2 separate regions of the Bombyx mori genome follow, and region 1 is linked to region 2. A link is a contact called in public Hi-C data. All regions are on one chromosome and are shown on one strand. The core of a region is the stretch at or near the end of the contact, and the rest is flanking DNA. Distances in the headings are between cores, read along the strand shown.

What was found. A called contact is a pair of places that touch in the nucleus more often than the background predicts.
Region 1: a Hi-C map of whole pupa shows a contact between it and region 2, with 1.9 times the contacts expected there. The contact joins two enhancer-like sites. A contact is called at or near these places in 2 of 7 Hi-C or Micro-C datasets (midgut and whole pupa).

What each region holds. Positions count from the first base shown.
Region 1 is chr10:1,253,820-1,257,576 of ASM3026992v2, forward strand. No RefSeq gene overlaps it. Among protein-coding and RNA genes, the nearest start is that of CPG14, 51 kb to the right of the region's middle. Within about 2 kb of position 2,417, at least 1 of the 8 cell types and tissues checked has open chromatin away from gene starts, as enhancers often do.
Region 2 is chr10:1,167,771-1,171,461 of ASM3026992v2, forward strand. No RefSeq gene overlaps it. Among protein-coding and RNA genes, the nearest start is that of CPG14, 140 kb to the right of the region's middle. Within about 2 kb of position 1,876, at least 7 of the 8 cell types and tissues checked have open chromatin away from gene starts, as enhancers often do.

The DNA of each region.
Region 1 (3,757 bases), core at 1,167-3,666, 87 kb after region 2:
GACTTATCTATAATTTTGATAGATAAGAGATATTTATAGTTCATTCAGAATACAGAAATAGTGTTGTGAAATGAGTTATTGTGATTGTAGGGTTTGAATTTTGAAAGCGTTAAATCGTTTTTTATGACTGCAGACGCAGGAGCCCATTGAAAGTCTAACAGGATGATGCAAGCCGTGTAGACTCACAATGACCATGACAAATTACCGTTGATGTGTAATTGTGATGAAACAAACAAAAATCTTCCTATTGACTTAGTCAAACTGGCAATATAGAATGGGTGTTTATTAAAAATAGCCCTAAACACGTCATTGCGGATCCTCCCGATCTACTAACGGTGCTTTTAGGTACCTTAAGCACCGGTCACCGTCCTCGCCGAACCCGTCGCTTGCGACGAAGCGACTGCCCCACCTTTCAAACCGAAACGCATTCCTGCTTCAGGGCAGAAATAGGTAGGGTGGTGGTACCTACCCGCGCGGACTCACAAGAGGTGTAATTACGCAAATTATAATTTTGCGGGTTTGATTTTTATTACACGATGTTATTCCTTCACTGTGAAAGTCATTTGTTGAGTACGTGTTTCATTAGAAAATTTTTACCCGCCTGGGATTCGAACACCGGTGCATCGCTCATCACGAATGCATCGGACGTCTTATCCTTTAGGCCATAACGACTCACAAATTAAAATTAAATTTAAATTAAAGATTTTTAAATAAATTAAAATGCTTTTCTGTGGTCAGGTAGCCTATTCCTCGGAATGACCTTAATTTATATACACGTAGTACTATAAAAACCTCCCTCTTTCCTCTCCCTCTTTGTGCGACAGTTGAATAAAAAGCTTGTACGAAAGATTTTTAATTCGAGGCATATTCTGCAGTAAACAATTATCTGTTCTGCTTGTTGAAAAGGTCAACTACAAAGGTGCGATTCCACTAAACTACATAACAATGTGTGTGCTTGTAATATTGTACAAAACGGAACATAACGATAATTAACCATAAATAATGTTATCTAAATCGTCTATTTATTATCATAACGCCTACAAACAATAATTTTCGGTTCTAATCATCCATACGTCGTCTGAACCCACAATTACAGCCACCAATCCATCTTTACTTGTGAACAAAAAAACTGTTATATCGCTTAAGGCATTGTGTGAAATATACCTATAGAACTAGCGTAGGTATTTAAACTTTATCGTAAGCGGTTAAGAATTAGTATTGATTGCCAAAAAAGTTGACTTTTAATGAGGTTTAATATTATGTGAATCGTTGCGGTGGGAGTGATGCATAAGAGTAACTGAAGCTAGGTATATATTTACTATACTCAACTAGTTATTTGAAAGTGTTTCATAAAAGTATTTCAATACTTCGATTCCTTGGCGATTACTAAAATATAAATTCGTATTTTGTCGCTCAACATGAAAAACATTTTTAAGTTATGTTTGTCGGGCATCGCTACCAATAAGTTTGGGGCATTACATTGAGCATTTTCGGGTATATTACAAAAATAGACGTTCTATCTTTATAGATACCATATATTGTTATTAGAAAGATATGTAGGAGTACGTAGGATTAGGCAGGCATAGGTAATTACTAGTGGTAGGACCTCTAGTGAGTCCGTACGGGTAGGTACCACCACCGCCCTGCCTATTTCTGTCGTGAAGCAGTAATGCGTTTCGGTTTGAAGGGCGGGGCAGCCGTTGTATCTATACTTGAGACCTTAGAGCTTACATCTCAAGGTGGGTGGTGCATTTACGTTGTAGATGTCTATGGGCTCCAGTAACTACTTAACACCAGGTGGGCTGTGAGCTCGTCCACCCCTCTAAGCAATAATAAAAAAGGTAATTTTGCTGATGACATTTCCAATGACGTTAAGCGATCGGGCTATACGTCCTTATACGCCAACCGTGACACTGCAAAAATTTGGATCTGTGATAGTCGGGAGAGTTATGTTAATTAAAGGAAGATTTATTAATTCACATTCGCTTATACTTAAAAATCATGCCAGACTCTCCGTTCTATTAACACAAAACGTAATACTAATTCTTCTTCTTTTTACTGCTGGTACGACGTCTTGTGGATCCGCACAGGTAGGTACCACCACCCCGCCTATTACTGCCATGAAGCAGTAATACGTTTCGGTTTAAACTCATTTACGTTTCATTTACATTTCTCAGGCATTTACGTTATATATGTATATGGTATATGTATATGGTACCACTTAACATCAGGTAGGCTGTCAGCTCGTTCGCCCATCTATGCAATAAAAATAAATAAATAAAAACTTATATTATAAAACATCGCGTAACGTATTTTCAAACAAAAGATCAGAAACAATCGCTTTGATATAAAGCAGTATCAATCACAAATCAATTCTGACATGGCACTGCCCAGTTCTGAATGAGAGTTAGCTGTTGGCCGGGCTGCACCGCAATGCACTTTTCCACTAATCCGACTAATCGTAAATCTAATTTCCTTGATTTATGGTTTTAATTTTGAACGCACGACAGACAATCCACTGAATTATCATCATTGAACCACTTCTAATAATGCTTTCTTTTCTATTCAACAGTTTCAAATGAATTAAAAAAAAAATGTTTTTGCATGCATAAAGAATGTGTCACGTCACATAAACAGTTCATCTCACTCACCGAGTTTCTCACCGGATCTTCTAAGTGGGTCGCACTTCGATCCGGTAGTAGATTTAGCGAAGCACCGCTCTTGCTAGGGCTATTGTTAGCAATTCTGAGTCCGTGAGTTCACATACCGGTCAGCACGAAGTTGGAATAGCCCCTTAGTAGGAAAAAAGAAAACCAGTTCATCTACTGCTGTAGTATAAGACATCGACAGTATTTGATATCATCATCTATAGTTAAGAACGTGACTGATGTGACTGACGTGACTATGTTATGGGTGTCTTGAATTAGAGTTTCATGTGGCATTGAATAGGCTAGTGGCTACCATGAATTGCGAAGAAAAAATCCATAATACATTACAGAAAACCAACCATATGAGGCCGTCAGCGCAAAAGTGGCATTTTTTTTCTATTGCCCTTGTAGGCAGACGAGCATACGGCCCACCTGATGGTGAGTGGTTACCGTCGCCCATGGACTTCAGCAATGCCAGGGGCAGAGCCAAGCCGCTGCCTACCGCTTAATACTCTCTTCAAGCCTCTTTTAAAGAAGGACATGGCATAAGCTTACCATAGTTCGTATGAAGGCAATTAGGTTTGAATTTTCATGAATTTGAATTTGAGTAGGTAAAAAAACAATACGCGTAAAAATAATGTTTACAAAGCTATCTGTTATCTACGGGTGAAACTATGGATAGGCCGGTTTTGCATCAAAATTTACTACATTTTAAATAAATTCCAATATACGTCATATAAGCTTGAATATAAAAAACTGTGGGTTAGCCCACTTTTGATGGCCTCATATAACAATCTGCATTAGTGCAACGCTTCCTTATAATTCTTCGTGCGCTCCGTTCGTTTCATATTCCCTTAGGAGATATTATCTTGTTATTATAAATTCTAAATGGTCAATGCTCGTGTTTGTGTCTGATTATAAACGAGCGGTATTATTGTGGCCATCGATCTGTTATTTATTATTACGTTATTTCAAAATTTATTGTAATCCGAATATATTTTGGGGTATACTAAATAAATTTTAATAAATTTGAATTAAAAATAGTGTAAGAAAAAATGATTTTATCTATTTATTTATTTATTTAATGGATCACCAACAAATGAAACACT
Region 2 (3,691 bases), core at 626-3,125:
TATTTTAGCTTCTCCTTGACGTGTAGGCGAGCTCACGGGGCTCAAACCGGGAGTGTTACTAACACTGGCCCTAGCCAGAGCAGTGCTTCGCAGAATATACCACCGCATCGGAAACGCGACCCACTGAGAAGATCCGGTGAGAAACTCAGTGGGCTGTGTCTTTGGGTTAATTCGCTCGTCGAGCCCTTCGTCGCAAGCGACGGGTTCGGTGAGGACGGTGACCGGTGCTTGTGGTACCTAAAAGCACTATTAATGGATCGGGAGGATCCGTAATGACGTGTTTAGGGTGACACTTTGCCATGTCTTTCAAACGAGGCTTGTGGAGAGTACTTAATGGTAGGCAGCGGTTTGGCTTTGCCTCTGGCGTTGCTGAAGTCCATGGGTGACTGTAACCACTCACCATCAGGTGGGCCGTATGCTCGTCTGCCTACAAGGGCAATAACAAAAAAGATGAGGAATGACATCAATGGTTTCAAAGGTCATAGTTTCCGGCAATTGTTTGGTCGGACCCTTTAATCTGAGATAAGATAAGCATCAAGATTCGCTCTATTGTTTATATTCCGTGAGTCCGTAATCACAAGTCAGCTGTCTCAGTCGCTTTCGCGTGTCATCTGTTCTTACAATTATGTTACGACTACATTGCATGCAAGAAAATAGTGAAAGAGCTTTAATAAAAACATTATTTTTCTTTTAATGTTAAGTACATTAAACTATTAACTACTAATGTGATTGACGATTCAATTAAGTTCAATTCGATTTAAAAAGAGCATATTTGATTAGTATTTCCTGTCATATTCAAATGCGCTTGTTGTTCAAGGGCAGTACTTGCCTCTCCTATCGACTGAGTTAAAAGTTCAATTCAACTTTAAATAATATGACGACGCTTGCAGCTGAAAGTAAGTATTGTACTTTTTGACGAAGCATGTTGCTGATAACTTTATTTCTGTAATCTGACGAAGCATGTTGCGGATAATAACATGTACTTTTAGGTTAGGAATATTGTGTTCTTTTTTTATAATAAATAAATTAATTATGTGAAAACTTTAAATAATTAGTTGGGTACTTTTAATTAACTCACGGAATTTTTAGGGTCTCTGTTTTTTAGAATGTCGTTTCTCTTTTCTACCACCAGACCACCATCCAACGGAGAAAAGTTTATTTCTACCACCCACAATTACTATGGTTTTCGACAGTGGCATTTAAGGTATAACTTTTGTCAAGTATCTTTCCACAGAGTAGCAATCCAAATTGTTCCTTGTTGTCACACGTCGTTTTTAAACAAGGTTTGAAGCGGTAGGCGACGGGTCGGCTATGTCCTTGCCATTGCTGTTATTATCCTTCCGATGCCAACTATATACAATCAAGCTGGCTTCGTACTTGCCTGCTTAATTACAAACTAAATCTATCAATAAGTCAATTCCGAAATCTTTCAATTTCAGTTTTTTAATGTAATATTAAATGTTTATAGCCTTATTCAAATGACCGTTGATCGATTGGCTTTGGCGTTAAAGAATTATATAAAGTACGCTTTATTATACGCCAATGTATAATAAACACAAAGGAAAAATCCATATATAATTATTTACTTTCATATTTTCCACATGAGAAAGGAATGAAATATACGACACATATATATGTGTTGTACCCCGTACACGAAAACATAACTAATTTCTCCGTTGTTTTAAATTTATCAGTCACAGGTTTGGACGAATAATATACAAATAAATATAGCTTCTCAAATTTATCTACGGACTCGGAGTGAAAGTGCAAAAATAAAACTTGTCCCCTTTAAAATAAGTTCGAGTGCGTCCCTGTACATTGTCCCTGAAATATGAGTGGTACAGTCACCGCCAACAGTGATTGATGTCCGCTGACTGACGTGTGCACGAAAGTGGGGTGCGGCGTTATCGGCACAGAGCTGAGTCATAAGCGGCAGCGTTTATTGTATATAATTAACAATAAATTGTCGGTGTATGTTTTATTGAATCGCCTTCGTTATAGGTTGCGATAAGATAATCTTTTACTATCTAGAATGTTATGGGTTAGGTATGTGAACTATAGGTTTTCCGGTATAGTAAATACAAGTCCGTCGTTCGATGGTAATTTGTTTTGCTTTAATAAGAAGTATTTTTACATTATTTTATACAGTTAAGAACTACAAAACGAAATGTTAAAGGCTAATTAAAAAAATATTCAAATCGCTTCCTCTCGTGAATGTTTCTTATACATTAAGGGTAGTTATAGGAAAGTAAGCGCGGCCATTACCGCGGTGACCTGGACTCTTTTAGTTTCAATTTTCGAACCAGTATCGATTTCCCTTTATTTGACGTGGCTTTAGTTTCATTTAACGAAGCTTAATTGAATATTTTTTAGCAGTGACAATGTTAATGGTCATTCTAGTGTTACGTCGAACTTTATTGACCCGGAAAAGAGAAGCGAGGTCATTGCAATGATGCTGATGTCCAGATATGTCCATGTTTAGTTTTAGATGTGCGTTTAAGGCATTTTAGGTAAGTGGTTATGCATCAGATTCTTCCAGCATATATATGATTTAAATGTTTTAATCTTTGGGGGCTTAATTAATGGTCACGATGTCGCCCTGTAATTCTACTTACAATATTAGGCTTATCAATTAACATACAAACAACTACAATTCGATAATAAGGCTAGAAGACATTGCCCGATGTTCTTTGAGTGCCCTGCGAGGTGTAATGACCTCGTAAGTGGTTACCGTTGTCCATAAAGGCACGTAGCAAGGCCACTGGCTATCAGCTAAGGACTCTGTTTATACTTCGCTTGAACAAAGACATCATAGCGCTGGGCAAATATTGATGTTCATTCAAAATTCGTTACGTCTACTCATTCTAGAAGTTTTGTTTTTCAAAAAGGAAAGGTAATCGTCAATTTTGTAGGCTTAGAATAAAAGTAGTCTTGTCCTCTATCATATGTAGCTTAGGGCTATCAAGAAAATATGAGATAATATCAAGACCGGTGACCAGTCAGAGAGGTATCGTAAATATAATAAAATAATGCAACAATTAACATAATCGAATGATAGATTCATCAATTCAACGTAAAAGATTGCTCAAGATAGAAAGGGATAGAAAATGGTTGATTAGTTTTTCACTCAGTGAGGCATCCATAATGTGGAACAATGAAAACCAATAATATTCTTGATGGTCTCTCAGTACTGTTCGTCGACCATTGCTGAAAGTGAAATTAAAATTAATACGCACCCCGAACTCTCGAAAACACATTTCCAAGATAACAAGCACTTAAACGTATCATTTACTGTTCGTATTAGTTTGGTAACCTTCACGTGTGGTGTATGAGAGTCGGGAGGATCCCACGACAGTGTCGCGACGTCAGCCACTTGGACTTATTAAGCGGCGTTTGTTTGATTACGCACTAGTTAAGTCAGAGTTAGTATGGATATGCCCTTATCATTTTATAGGTCATCCCCTTACCCAAGGTGGAATGCTTTAACATGTCTAATCTAACGGTTAATCAGGAGTAAAGTCGACCCAATGCAAATCGAGCTACCACTATTACTAATAATATTCTCAGGTTATTTCCTAATTTAAACATTCCACTACGTTCCAACATGCCAATACCAAACGGCATTTCAAAAAAAGATTAACACCAGAAAACTAGACGTCACATCAAAGCTATAGCTATATGTATACCAAAC